Regions from separate parts of the Sus scrofa genome. Here region 2 is linked to region 1. The links are chromatin contacts, called in public HiChIP or PLAC-seq maps. All regions are on one chromosome and are shown on one strand. Each heading gives the region's core, a stretch centred on a gene start, on an enhancer-like site or on the middle of the called end of the contact. The rest is flanking DNA. Distances are from core to core; before and after follow the strand shown.

What was found. HiChIP or PLAC-seq counts read pairs in DNA pulled down with a chosen protein or histone mark.
Region 2: a contact with region 1 is called in an H3K27ac HiChIP or PLAC-seq map of alveolar macrophages. The contact joins two enhancer-like sites. A contact is called at or near these places in 2 of 47 Hi-C or Micro-C datasets (alveolar macrophages and embryonic fibroblasts) and 1 of 2 datasets of contacts at active chromatin or transcription factors (alveolar macrophages).

What each region holds. Positions count from the first base shown.
Region 1 is chr12:11,762,261-11,769,670 of Sscrofa11.1, forward strand. It overlaps ARSG (arylsulfatase G), which reads right to left. Exons shown (of 12, transcript XM_021066718.1): 10 at 4,157-4,277. Among named protein-coding and RNA genes, the nearest start is that of WIPI1, 51 kb to the left of the region's middle. Within about 2 kb of position 3,216, at least 28 of the 83 cell types and tissues checked have an H3K27ac peak or open chromatin away from gene starts, as enhancers often do. A contact at or near this core is called in alveolar macrophages, where this site is marked.
Region 2 is chr12:11,974,898-11,982,384 of Sscrofa11.1, forward strand. No RefSeq gene overlaps it. Among named protein-coding and RNA genes, the nearest start is that of GNA13, 12 kb to the left of the region's middle. Within about 2 kb of position 4,749, at least 32 of the 83 cell types and tissues checked have an H3K27ac peak or open chromatin away from gene starts, as enhancers often do. A contact at or near this core is called in alveolar macrophages, where this site is marked.

The DNA of each region.
Region 1 (7,410 bases), core at 1,966-4,465:
GGGCGTCTGATGCAAAGGGGAGGGGATCGTCAGACCTCCTGGACAAAAGGCTTCTGCACCCTCCAGTCGACTTTTTGGCTCTCACGTGAGCAAAGCTGGCATAAAAGGCATCCCTGAGAGGATGGCTCAGCATGACTGGTCCAGAACTGCGCTCAGCCTTCCCTCGGGACGCAGGTCGCCTTTGACGCGGTCCTGCTGCGCTCAGACTGTGAGAAAACCTTCTTCACCAGGGATGGAAGAATCGCCCTGCCACACGGTTAACCTAGGGCAAGGTTGGGTAGAAAACAAATGACTAGCATCCTCAGTAAGCTGGTGGATTGAGGCTGGAAGCGTGAGACCAGCCCTGGTATGAATCATGACCGATATATATCGCTGGAAAGGCGCTTATGTGATTCAAAGTTTCCATGGAGCTAAAAAAAAAAAAAAAAAAAAAAATGAGAAACATCTGTTGCAGCAGTAAACAGCTGTCCCCCCAAGTTTCCCGGCTCTGAAAGGATGCCAGTGAGGGTGGGGCTCCTCCCACACCTGCTGCTTCCGTGCTCTCGTGACAATCCTGCAAGTACACCCCCACCCCACCCCCAGTGTGATGGCAGCAGGCTTCTTCCAAACAGGAAAAGAAGTCGCAACTCAAAACCCTCACTTCTTCCAACCCTGCAGGAAGCCAAGCCTCTCACCGCAGGAGGCTGTTTTGTTTCCTTCTGGAAAGGGCAGGAAGTGGGAGACTTGGAAAAATCTATTGTCAACTGATCTATGATGTCCTCAGACACCCAGAAGATGGGAGTCAAGGTCCGCCGGTTCCAATCACAGACGTTATTTGAGTTTCAGTAACAGAAAATCCATAAGGGTGGGCTGCCACGTTCAGGATATTTATCCAGCGTTACCAGGCACCACTTCCGAAATCCAAGAGGAAGCAAAGTGGCTCACTCTCAGAAACGTGGATGGACTTTGGAAAACTTGTATATGCCTTTCTTTCCCCTTCGGGCAGACTGACTATGGCGTTCTTGTTTATATCAACATAGGAAGGAGGCTGGTGAATTTACACATGAATCACAGCTGAAGACATTTCCTCTCCAGAGGACACTCGCTCCAAATTTCAAAGATAACTTTATCTTCTGCAAACATGTTGCATCTTCTCAGTGGTCTTTCTCACCTGTTGGCTTTGTTTTGTTTTGTTTTGCTTCAAGCAGGGGGCGTCTCTTTGCGTTAGGCTGGTGTTGATGCAGCTTCCCCAGAAGCAGGGGTCTCTGACCCCAGCAGGTGGGAGCTCACGGCTCCAGTTCTCCAAAAGTGGTCAGCCACTGGCCACCACTCCGGACAGCATCTTTCACCACTAGGGGCCTCCCTTCTCCCTAAGAGAAGTGATCCGTGTTCCAGAGACTAAGCCCCAGCCTCTGTTTCCTCAAAGTACCACCTCCAGGGACTTACCGAGCATTGTAAGACCCACGTAGCCCCAGACTGGTTTGGGCTGGATGGATGCAGAGCCATTAAGGAAGCCTTTCCTTGGCTGACAATTTTCAGACTTGGCCATGGCAACCTGGGGCTGAGAGAGGACTTGACATTACAATCTCCGCCTTCTTCTGGGAGCCAGACAAGCACAAAGTAGGATACTTGGTGCCAAGCTGTGTGCCCTCCCCCGCCCGGCTCCCCTGTCCCTCCTTGCGGTATCTCTCACTGCTCGAGGTCGGCAGCAGAAGGCCAAGCAGATGCAGGAACTTGCAGCATGGTGTCTGCGGCTACTGGTTTTGAATGTCGCAGACCCCACAGCTGTAGCTGCCCACGAAGGGGGTGGTGAGAAGATCATTCAGCAGGAAACCCAGTAGCCCATTATTTGCTTGTAAACCTCTCCCAATGGGGCCTGGGGTGGGGGCGGTGAGGCTTTGCCAGAGGGTACCCGGGGCCCAGGTTGCTTTAGCTCTTCCACTTTCCGTGACTCATTTGCAAAAGAGGGAAGAACCCCGTTGCTGAGATGTATTTGCATATTGTTCTGAGATGACGATCGAGGAGTTACTTGGAGTTTCTTGAAACTGGAATGGTTTTCTAAACCCACCCTTGTTAGAATGTCACGAGCCCCGGATGTCGCCAAGAGTGAACACACGAGTTGTGTTTATTAAAGACTTACGTGTGCGTATGTATGTATACACACATGTATGGGTGTGTGTGTCTGTTATCACTCATATTTTTACCCCCTGGCCCCCCTTCATCAAATTCGATTTCCTCTCGTCTCTTTTGGGGCTGACCAGAAAAGACCAAGGGCAAATTCAGGGCCACTGGCAACCTATGCCCGCCTCTCGAGCATCTTCATTTGCATGACAGGGGTCTAGCACTCTCCAAGGCTGGACACGGCCACAGGTGCCAGCACCCAGGCGCTTTCTCTCTTGAAGATCTCGTCGGCAGCTTCTGGCAGGTGGTAAGCACGGCTGTTTCCTTCTGGGCCACGGGGTGTGGTTAGGGAGCGAATCCGCCCGAGGCCAGCTGCATCACCACCCATCATCCATCCCCACAAAAACCCCAAACGGCCTTGTGGCTTCTCTCTGGTTCTCGTACCCAGTTCCCGGGCCCAACCCCATCGGGGCCTAGACCAGTAACTGTTAAGCCCCAAAGCAGGGGCCTCCAGGCGTCTGCAGAAAGCGGCAACTTGAGAAAGAGAGCGAGCCTTCTCGCCTCGGAAAGCGGAAGTTCCGCGCCAAGGAGCTGGCTTCCACCGGGGGCCGGACAACGTCAAGGAGACCGCAGTCCCCGAAGCCCTTCCTGGTGACCCCAATTATTCTATTAGCAGCCGTGTCATAAACACTCGGGAGCACCTCTCCGCTGACGTCCTCAGTCACCCCCCAGGGTCACATACTGCACACTCGCAGCCCAGGGGCGGAAACCACCTTCCTGCTTGGCTGGGGTGCGGGAGCAGGGCTCTGCCTGGAGGGGTCCGCAGCTCGGAGGGGGTCCGAGAGGCCGGGAGGAGCAGTCCTTCTCGGGGGGCCACCCCGGGCATCGTCTGACCACCCCTAGAGCCTCCGAGGGGGCCCACTCTGCACCCGTGTGCCAGCTGCCGGGAAGGGCAGCTCCAGGAACTGCCACCGTCCGTTTGACTCACTTCCCTGTGACCCCCGGTAAAGCCAGAAATAGACCCTTTGATGTGTGGGTCCCTAACTGAGAAGCCGGGCTCACCGGGCCTTCCAGAGGGGGTTCCGGGTTCCGCAGGCCTCCTTCCCTCCTCCCACTTCCTCTTCCTTTTGGCAAAAGTAAAACACACAGAGAGACAGGGAAAGGCCATCAGGCCCGACCCTTCCTGGCTGCCGCTGCCACCGAAGGCTTCAGAGCACACGGAAGCAGGGGACACTGGGGGCTGGAGAGCCGTGCGTGTGCTCAGCCCTCTAGGAGCCAGGAAAAGTCAAGGGCAAGAGGTCTTTCATTCATTCATCCTTCATGCATTCATTCATTCAATGTGAGCTTATTGCATGCCGGCTGGATGCCAGACACTGTGTCACCTGTACTGAGAATTCCACGGCGAGAACCCTGCCCTCGGAAGCTTTCCATTCTGACGGGGGAGCCCCACCATACACAACCCACAAGCCCTGGTCACGCACCGCATCCAACAAAAATGTGCCATGTGCCTGTATCCTGTCAGAAAATTAATTCGTGGTGAGAAAAAAAAAAAAAATCATTCGTCACAGGGAATAAGCACCAATGCACGGCCACCCTAAGCCAGACTATTACATATAAATCTGGATTGAGGAGTTCCCGTTGGGGCTCAGTGGGATAAGAACCTGACATAGCAACCATGAGGATGCAGGTTCGACCCCTGGCCCCGCTCAGTAGGTTAAGGATCCTGTGTTGCTGTGGCTGTGGTGTAGGCTGGTAGCTGCAGCTTCAATTCGACCCCTAGCCCAGGAACTTCCATATGCTGCAGCTGTGGCCATAGAAAAGGGGGGGGGGGAATCTGGGTTGAGCCAGGGGATTAATTAGGGAAGAAAGGGGGGGGAGTGGAAAGAGGGGTTCATCTCAAAGGAGTCACTCCTCGGGGGTTGTCAAAATGCATCTTCGGCAGCACGTATATCTCCTGAGGATGGTTCTGTTTGCACAAAGGCAGGCAGGCCCCAATGAGAGGCGACAGGCCAACCTCCTGAAAAGCCCACGTAGGACACATACCTTCTCTGCTTACCCTGTGCCCAGCTGGCGCCCCGCCAAACAGCACCTCAGAGGCATCCAGACCGTCAAAGTGTCGGTCCCCGGGCAAGCTGGCCCCGGCCAGGGCCACCACGGTGGGGAAGATGTCCAGCACGCTGCAGGAAGACCAGGACAGCATCAGCCCCCACCCTTCCCAGGCTCTCTCTCGCTGGCTGTGCTGTGGTCAAGAGCCGCCTGGACCAGCCCGGACCGAGCACCGTCAGCCCCCTGTGGGGTTCCCCCTCCCCGGGGCCTGCCTGCCTTCCGCAGGTCCCAGTTGGATGTCTGCTCCTCCAAGAGGCAGAATGGTGCCGTGGTGTTGCCTGCATTCACGTCCCAGCTCTCACCACCTGTCCGGTTCCTCAAACGCCTCAGGTTTCTGGTCTCTGAGTTCCCATGGTGGCTCAACTGGTTAAGAACCTGACTCATATGCACGAGGATGCAGGCTTGATTCCCGGAGCCTTGCTCAGTGGGTTAAAGATCCTGCGTTACTGCAAGCTGGGACACAGGTTGCAGATGAGGCTGGGATCCTGTGTTGCTGTGGCTGTGGCATTGCTGGGGAGTTGCTGTGGCTGTGGCGTTCAAGACTGCATCGCTGCCAATGCCACAGCTACAATTCCAATTCGACCCCTAGGCTGGAAACTTTCATATGCCACAGATGTGGCCCTAAAAAGAAAAAGAAAAGACGTTTTCTGGTCTCTAAAATGGGCGTGATAATAATAGAGTCCACTATTAGCGTGATCAAAAAGTGCCTACTGGATGTCTGTATTATAATTACCCACAGGGGCACCCCTGCAGACCTAAGAACTCAGGGGTTCTACCTGGCACCAACCAGGCCACTGCCACCCGCCGAGAGGGAACACTATGTGACGGGTGCCTGCAAGAGAACATTCACTTTGATGTTCCTTCCCTGGGTCTCTGGGTCACAAATACCTCGTCTTTGTTTAGAATGCCATTGTGTGTGAAACATTCCAGCCTCTTTTGCTTAGCTCTTTCACTCCCATTACAAAATAAGTACGTGTCCCCAGTGAGAAGAAATGATAACATCCAGAAATCCAAAGGAGCAGCCAGCACACAAACAGTCCCTCACCCAAAGGCAGCCACCGTGAACATTTCGGTGAATTTTGTTAATTTGATTTTCGTTTGAAGTCATGTGGTACAATTTTGACTCCGCTCTAAGGCCCATCTCCCGCCAGCCCACTGTGCTCACGTTAGGGAAAAACTCTTCAGCAGGAACAGACCGGCTGCCCCTTCCACCCGAGCTGTGCACCTGCGAGCCAGGCCCGCTGAGTCAGTGGGACCGGATGGAGCCCGGAGGGCAAGGGCAGCGTGAAGCTGGACTTCCCCAGGAAGGAGGGGCCACCTGAGGCTGGGCACAGTGGCAAACTTCAGACTTGTGCAGGGGGAAGGTCTCCAGGTCTACATCTGAGTCTGGGGAGGGTGGCATCACCACATCATCTTTCTCTTTAAATCTTTTTTTGTGGGTTTTTTGTTTTGTTTTGTTTTGTTTTGTTTTTGGCTGCACCCAAGGCATGTGGAAGTTCCCAGGTCAGGGAGCAAATTCGAGCCACAGCAGCAACCTGAGCCACTGCAGTGACAACGCCAGATCCTTAACCCGCTGTGCCATCAGGGAACTCAAAGCCTTACTTTTCAAGAGGAGCTACAGAAAGGACCCCTCCCCTCTGCCAGCCTCTTCTCCTCCTGTCCAGGACTCTGCCTACAACCCCAGGAGGACTCTCTCCTTTGACTATGATGCAGGGTGTTTCTGGTTCGCCTTTAGCTTTCACAATCCACGTAGCTGGCGGCTTATCTCTAGAGATACACATTCCAGGAGCTGACATCCCACATGCATGCAAAGTCAAGAAGTGCTCAGTAGGCACTTGCAGAGGACAGAACGGTCCAGAAACCTGTCCAGAGTCCAAGGTTCCTGCCTCAGAGCGGGCAGCACAGAGGACTGCAATGCAGTCTGAAAAGGCCAGGGCGGAAGGGGCTGCTGCTCTTTGTTGGAACTTTCTCTAAATGATGTCTCTAAGAGAGGTCGGCCTCACAGGTGGGTCAGATGAGTGAGCCAGAAAGACGGGATCCGAGTTCAGTGTTCAGAAAGCGTGGTCTACTTTCTTTCTCCATCTTCTTTCCGCCCCACCCCCTCCCTCACGTGAGGCGGAGCATCCGAATCCTGCTGCACTGATTCGAATCTTCACGGAATCCTATTACCCCAGAATGAAGCCAGATCCTCAGAGGGAGGATCCAGAGCTCAGAGGAAAGCTCCAGTCCCCGAGAAAAGCATCCCTCTCCATGACACGCCAACCGAGCCCTGAAGCTACCAAGAGGTCCCTCTTCATGGAAAGGAGGAAGCCAAGCTCCCCCCAGCACCACCAAGGGTGGGAGATCCTCTGGGCACACAGAGCCCCAGGGCTGCCCACCCACCCCCCCAACCCCCGGCGCCAACTTGGAAAAAGCATCGGTCCTGCAAAGCCCACCAAGGTGGCCCCCAGCCACTGCAAACCCTACCTAGGAAACAGGTCCTGGGAGTCTCTGAAACCTTGGGGAAAGGGACCAAAAAAAAAAAAAAAAACCAACCTCAAACCTAATTTTCAAGTTTCCACAATTACTATGATTCTCAGGGAGGAAGGCTTTAGGGAGACACTTTCTAACCTTCATGAAACCTTGGTTCCGTTGCCTTTGCGGTCGCTTCCTCCATATGAAACACTCAAAACTGTATTTTACAACTGTGTTGACATCAAGAGTAGCTAACTACCATTTCCTTCAACCTAAAAGAGTGTGGTTGTTTTTCGCCCGGCTTTAAAAGCAAATTTAAATTTCACGTGCCCCGGCGCTGTGCCTCTCTGCTCTATCGGAAAGTGGGCCCTGGCTTCTGGGAACCAGGCAGGGCAGTCAAGAGCTAACTCACGCAAGGGGGGAGACTGAGGCTGCTTTGTGCCATGACACAGAAGGCAGCGCTGGGACTCAGCATTTATTTGCAGGTCCTGGGGCCCACGTGAAAAGATTTTCATCTTTTTCTCATTTGGCTTCGGCCAGCCCCAGGCGCTGAAGGTCGGTTCAGAGGAAGTGCGCACATTTGTGTTTCCATCCAAGGAATTGCCAGAGGAACCTGGCTGCGTTGACTGGGTGATGGCGAGGAGGATGGCGGGGGGAGCGGGAAGCTGGGCTGGAAGGGGAGCGGCTCCCGGCGGAACAGCCGGAACCGCGGGACACGTGCAGACGGGAACCGAGGTGCTTGCTGGCCTG
Region 2 (7,487 bases), core at 3,499-5,998, 210 kb after region 1:
GGGACATGGCCCCAAGCGTTACACCTGGCTCCTCAAGGAGCTGCGGTTCTGCGGCCCCACCTTAGGTGGGATCTGAGGCCCTTAAAGCCAAGCTCATCCTCTGTAATTTAGGAGCTCACGTGTGTGTTTTGGCAGAAAAGGTGAGGTGCTCCGATAGTCAAACACTGACCCCTCCTGCTTTTGGTGGTTTTCTCTCTAAGAATCCCATAGATCACAGACACACTTGGGATTTGGGGGCTATTTAACTCCCCCTGGGACAGACAGACTTGACTCAACAGACTCACTAGGAAAAGCACAGTGAGTTCTGATGTACCTCCACTTATATCTTGGGTTCCCCAAAGATTTGGCCCTCCGTGGCCCTATTCTCAATTATTTAATCTTCTCCATAAGTGAGGGCACGAATAATAGCAGCGGGCACTTTATCAATTGCCTTCCCTCCATCCCCCAAAATAATCCTCTTATGGAAAAATAGCATTTTCTTAGGGAAATGTTTCTTTGTTTTTGTTTGTTTGTTTGTTTGTTTGTTTAAGGGCCACATCTGTAGCATATGGAAGTTCCCAGGCTAGGGGTGAATTGGAACTGTAGCTGCCAGCCACAGCAATGTGGGATCTGAGCCGTGTCTGCGACCCAGTGACCTTGGCTGCAGCTTGGGACAATGCTGGATCCTTAACCCCATGAGCGAGGCCAGGTATTGAACCCGCATCCTCATGGATACTCATTGGGTTCTTAACCCTCTGAGCCACAACGGGAACTCAGGGAGATGTTTCTTTTCACAAAGTACCCTCTTGGTGAATTGCATGCCTATCCCAGCACTGCCAGCCATTTTTCTCTTTGTCCAGCAGTGGAAACATCCAAAGTTCTCCCCGTTTTGCTTCTCAGGCCATCTTCCTCTGTTTCAGCTCCTTTCCTTTTCCTGTCCCCTCTCCTTCCTGACACCACCCCTGTCCATCCCATCATTTTCTTCCTTCTCCTCTCTCTTTCCCCAGGATAGGCAAGGTACCTGGTCTCTGAGGTCCTACAGCATCCACCCCCTGCCCCCACCCCATCATAGCATTGCTCACACTGGACTGCAATTGTCCCCTCAACCACTGGGCCCTCTGAGACAAGGGACACGGCCAGCTGACCTTGTGCCTTCAGCATCTAGCATGTCATATCGTAAAGGCTCATTAAATGCATGTAATTTATTTTTAGTTTATTTTATTTGGCCATGCCAGGGCCATGTGGAAGTTCCCAAGCCAGAGATCAAACCTGTGCCACAGCAGTGACAATGCCAGGTCCTTAACCCACTGCACCACATGGGAACTCCTAAATGCATGTTATGCACATCTTTTTTTTGGGGGGGGGGAACCAGGCGCACAGCATTGCAGAAGTTCCCAGGCCAGGGATCAAACCTGTACCACAGCAGTGAAAACAAGGGATCCTCAACGACTAGACCACCAGGGAACTTCTAAATGTATGTGATGTAAAAGAGTATCCACTGTCTGCTTCTCCGAAATCACTTTCCTGCATTTCTGACAGCAGCCAGCTGGATTTGTGGCCCTCACATGTGCTTCAGGAATCTAGAGTTTTGAACGTGGCTAGTAAAAATATAATGCAAGCCATGTGCATAATTTTAAATTTCCTAGTAGCCGCGTTAGGGGAAAAAAAAAAGTGAAATTGGGGAGTTCCCATCATGGCGCAGCAGAAACAAATCCGACCAGGAACCATGAGGTTGTGGGTTTGATCCCTGGCCTCAATCAATGGCTTAAGGATCTGACATTGCTGTGAGCTGTGATGTAGGTCGCAGACGCAGCTCAGATCTGGCATTGCTGTGGCTGTAGCTGTGGCTGGCAGCTGCAACTCTGATTGGACCTCTAGCCTGGGAACCTCCGTGTGCCACGGGTGCGGCCCTAAAAAAAAAAGGAAATTGAATTAAACAATGTAGTTTATTGAGCTCGATATATCCAAAATATTTCAACATGTAATCAAATAAGGATTATTATAGAGAGATTCTTACTGTGCAGCCCTAAAAAGCAAAAACCAAAAAAAAAAAGAAAAAAAAATTGTTCCAAATACAATTACACGTTTCCCAGTACCTGAATCACGTGCCAGTCTTTACATTTAACTTAACTAAAATTTAAGTAAAATTTAAAATAAGCTCCTCAGGGTCACTAGCCACATTAAAATTTTTATTTTTATTAAAAAAAATTATTGGAGGAGTTCCTGTTGTGGCTCAGAGGGTTAAGAACCTGACTAGCATCCATGAGGATGAGGGTTTGATCCCTGGCCTCAATCAGTGGGTTAAAGGATCCAGCGCTGCCATGAGCTGTGGCGGCGTAGGTGGCAGACGGGGCTTGGATCTGATGTTGCTGTGGCTCTAGTGTAGGCCAGTGGCTCCAGCTCCAGTTTGACCCCTTGCCTGGAAACCTCCATATGCCACAGGTGCAGCCCTAAAAAAAAAAAAAAGACAAATTAATAAATAAAAATTTATTGGTGTATGGTTGATTTACAATGTTGTATTAGCTTCCGATGTACAGCAAAGTGAATCAGTTATACATATACATATATTTATTCTTTTTCAGCTTCCTTTCCCATATAGGTTATTAAAGAATATTGAATAGATTTCTTTGTTCTATACAGTAGGTCCTTGTTAGTTATCTCTTTTATAGTAGTGTGTATATGTTAGTCCCACATTTCCAATTTATCCCTCCCCTGCCATGTTTCCCCTTTGGTAACCATAAGTTTGATTTTGAAATCTGTGAGTCTGCTTCTGTTTTGTAAATAAGTTCATTGGGGATTTCCTGTCGTGGCGCAGCGGAAACGATTAAACCCCTAGCCAGGGAACCTCCATGTGCCGCGGGTGTGGCCCTAAAAAGCAAAATAAATAAAGAAATAAATATAAAATAAAATAAAAATAAGTTCATTGGTATCATTTTAAAATTCCACCTTTACGTGGAGTTCCTGTCATGGTGCAGTGGTTAACGAACCCGACTAGGAATCATGAGGTTGCAGGTTCGATCCCTGCCCTTGCTCAGTGGGTTGACGGTCTGGCGTGGCCGTGAGCTGTGGTGTAGGTTGCAGACACGGCTCGGATCCCGCGTTGCTGTGGCTCTGGCGTAGGCCAGTGATTCGACCCCTAGCCTGGGAACCTCCATATGCCACAGGAGCGGCCCAAGAAATGGCAAAAAGAAAAAAAATAAAATAAAGTAAAATAAAATTCCACCTATACGTGATATATTTGTCTTTGTCTGACTCACTTCACATAGCATGATAATCTCTAGGTCCATCCTTGTTGCTGCAAAGGGCATTATTTCATTCTTTTTTATGGCTGAGTAATATGCCATACATTACATATATGTACCACATCCTTTTCATCCATTCCTCTGTCCACAGACATTTAGGTGGCTTCCATGTCTTGGCTATTGTAAATAGTGCTGCTATAAAGCGGGGGCGGGGGGGGATCTTTTCGAATTGCGGTTTTCTCTGGATAGATGCCCAGGAGTGGGATTGCTGGATCATGGGGTAGTTCCACGTTTAGCTTTTTAAGGAACCTCCACACTGTTCTCCATAGTGGTTGTACCAGTTGACATTCCCACCAACGGCGTAGGAGGGTACTAGCCACATTTTAAGGGCTCAATAGCTACGTGGAGCTGATGGCTGTTTCCTGGGCCAATCCGTAGGAAGTGGACGGAAGCCTGGGATGATTGGTTACAAGGAAAGGAGTGAGGAAGGGCCTTCCAGGCAGGTGAGACCCCTGTGCTGGGACAACCCGGGAGCCACGGATTTGATGAGAATCGGTTAAGGCCGACAAGGCGTGATGGAGTCAGGTTGGGAAGGGATGGCCTCCGGGGTCATGATGCTGAGATTTTATGCTGTCACTAGACAGAGACCGCTATAATATTTTCGAGCGGGGGGTGGGTGCCACGTGCAGTTTTAGGATGATCCACCTGGCACAGGTGCCAATGAGGGGAAGGAGCGGGGAGAGGCCGCAGCCAGGAGGGACCACCTGGAGGCAGCTACAGTGACCCAGGTGGGCAGTGATAGCACCTGGCTCGAGGGAGAGCGGAGAGAACCATCCTCGGACTTCTCAAGGCCAGACTCCACAGCACTTGGAAAGCAAGGAGGCTCTTTAGAGCGAGGCCAAGGACAGAGGCAGAGATGATGGGAGGCTTGCAGGTCGCATGCTTGGGAGCTGGGTTGACCGAAAGGTTTAAAGAGCCAGACTGCTTCTGCCTGTCAGAGAGCTACTCCTCTAAGATAGATGACTGAACCCAGGCCCAAGAGACTTTTTTTTTTTTATGGGTTTTTATTTTTAAAGCACATGTATAATTTATAACATCCACTCCACCCTCTGAATCACACGGTGACCCTGGACTTTACCCAGAGTCTCTGAGGTTGTGAAAGACACTCCTTAATTCTAGGGAGCTCCTGGAGGTGCTGGATCCAAGCTGGAGCTGAATTAAAGACTTCAGAAGCTGGAGGAAACGTCTAAGCTGCGACAGCTCCCTGGCTAGTTTTTCATCCCCTAATAGCTTCCCAGGGGGAGAGCATTGCTTCTAACGTGAATTCAGGCTTTGCCGGGGTTGTGCGGGGGAGGCTCTGCTGGAAAGGAAGCTGCTTCTGGTCCCTCGCTACCCCACCCCTCTCCACGCCACCCCGGCTCCTGTGATTCTCCAGTGGCCTGAGTCACTGTGATCTTCACTCTCCTCCTGCCTATGGTCCGGGTCAAAAGCAAGCCTGCTGGGGCTGCAGGCACACAGACCTATGGACTGTGAAGCAAACCCAGCACTGCATTGTCTGGATGAGTGGGGAGTGCCGGCTCGGGCCAGGCACTGTGCCTCTATTGTGTGAGACAAAGGGGCGAGGTCAACTGATCAACCAGCCAACACGGTACTAAGTTGGGAGCAGGGACAGCTGGCCGGGAGAGCGAGCACATCAACCAGCCTGGGAGCTCAGGGTGGGGCCTCTCGGAAAGCAGGTGAGTGGTGTCTGAGTTGGGTTTTGAAAGAAGAGGAAGGGAAGAAGGGAACAGGAAGGAGAGCACTGCGGGCTGGGGGATTGAATCCAGACGCAGACTAGGAGGCAGGGAATAACCATGGAATAACAAGAGCGTGGTGGTGGTTGGTGCCTGCCTTCTTGCTCTGTGCTAGGCACTGGCCAACGGCCTCTCATCTGTTAGACTTGTTCCCATTTCCCAGATGGGGAAACTGAAGCTCTGAGCCATGCGAAAGGGCACTCATCAAGGTCACACTCAAGGGATGATGCTGATTCCGATCCAGAAAGGTCTGATTCAGGCCGCTCCTCTCAGCAGCACAGAGCATTCCAGCACGTGCAAATCATTCAGCATCCTATGGGGAACACGTAGGGACACCCCACGCTGATTTGCAAATGCTAGGTTTTATTACAGTCTTGAAAGAGTTGACCAGGCAGTTCCCTGCAGGACACGAAGGGGATACGTACGTGACCGTCCCGGCCCTGCCCAGCACTGCAGCGTCCAGTGACAGGGCAGTGTGTGCGGGGCATGTTCAAGCAGCTTTGAACTCACTAGCTGGGTGGGTCTGGGCAGGCACTTCCTCCTGGCGCTGGCTGGGCACCAGATGTGGGTTTTTCTAGGTCAGGCGGGTCTATCTTCAGCTGCCCAAGGATGCAGTTTGTGTAAACTGCAGACATTGCCAGAGTGCTGTGTAAACACAGACTATCTCCTGCTCCAGTGCTTCCTCTGGGGAGACTCCTCCAACTGAGATGCTTGATTCCAACTTTCTTATCAACTTGAGCTTCCTACCCTGATATAAGGAAGCTATTAAAGTCTGTTTCCTGGTATTGCCTTGACCCCACCAGGGCACCGTGTTCAAGTGAATGTCCCTTAGGGGAGAATAGTTTTCACCTTCTAAAATTTTTTAGGCCCCCACATCAAACAAGCTTACAGGCATTTTAAAAATGTATTTTTGCCAAAGCCTTATGCTCTTAATGTTTACTTTCCACTCCAGCTAGTTTAGAAGTATTTACTTGGCTTTCATGCCTCTTCTTTGCAAAAGGCAGCCTGGGCTGCCTCTTTCACCCTATTTTTAGAATTTTTCCTTTCCCAGTGTCATTCCCTTTTTTAAACTATCCCTCAAATAAGTCCCGTTCACCTCTTGTAAACCTCCTTTTTTTTTTTTTTTGTTTTTTAGGGCTGCACCCGTGGCATATGGAGGTTCCCAGACTAGGGGTCTCATTGGAGTTGTAGCCACTGCCCTAGGCCACAGCCACAGCAATGCCAGATCTGAGCCGCCTCTGCGACCTACACCACAGCTCGTGGTAACGCCGGATCCTTAACCCACTGAGCGAGGCCAGGGATCGAACCCGCATCCTCACAGATACTATGTCGGTTCTTAACCCGCTGAGCTACAATGGAAACTCCAACTTCTTTTAAACTTTTCCTCCTACTTCTTCTGTCTCCCCTCTGCCCTTCTGATTATTAAAGTCCTAGCCTCCTCGCTCTCCAAGTGCTGCTACAGAAATAAGGAATTTGAGGAAAAAGAAACGGCGATGGACAACCCTCAAGATCTAGCTATTAAAAAAGCCAAACATTCCTTAAGCGTGCTTATCTTATGTTTCTCCCTCTCAGTTTTCCCATGGAACTTACAGTCTCGGCTACACAATTTAGGGCTTGTGGTGGTCAGCCCCTCCAGGGTAGCCTCCAATGGGTTTCTACTCCTGGTATTTACACCCTTGCGTAGCCTCTCCCAAAATGAACAGGGCCACCCTGCCCCGCCAGCCCCATAACCAATAGGTTATTGTGGCACAGAGTTTCATTCTAAAAGACACTTGGGCTTCCGCCTTGCTCTGTTGGATTATCTGGCAGGGAAGGAGCCAGCTGCCACATCGTTAGGACACTCAAGCAGCCCCAGGCAGGGGACCCCATGGAAAAGAACGGAGGCCTGCTGCCCGCAGCCAGTGTCAACTTGCCAGCCCTGTGAGCGAGCTATCCAGGAAGGAGATACGAGTCAAGCCCCCGGCAATTCCCTGTCTGCAACCTTTCAAGAGCTCCTGAACTAGAACCAGGCAGTTCTAAGTGCCTGCCGACTTCCTGACCCACAGAAACTCTGTGACATAATAAATGTTAATTGCTGTATTCAGCTGCTAAATTTCAAGGTGTTTTGTTGTGCAGCCATAGACAACGAATTCAGAACTTAAACACGGATATTACTAATAATAGCAGTTAATATGAGTAAGTGCTTGATCAGTGCCAGGCACGATTTAGCACTTTATATATAATATCTCACTTAATAGTATAGTCAATACTAATAATCCCTACAACAATAAACATTGATCGAGTGCCAGTGTTCTAAGTGTTTCTATATGCTAGTCAGTCCTTCAAGTGGCACTGTGAAGTCAGTACTGTGATTGGTATCATTCCCATTTTACTCTTAAGGAAATTGAGGCAGAGAGAAGTTGAGTAATGTGCCAAGACACACTGCTTGGATGTGGTAGAGCTGGGATTGGAACCCAGCCTGGCCTGTGTCCCC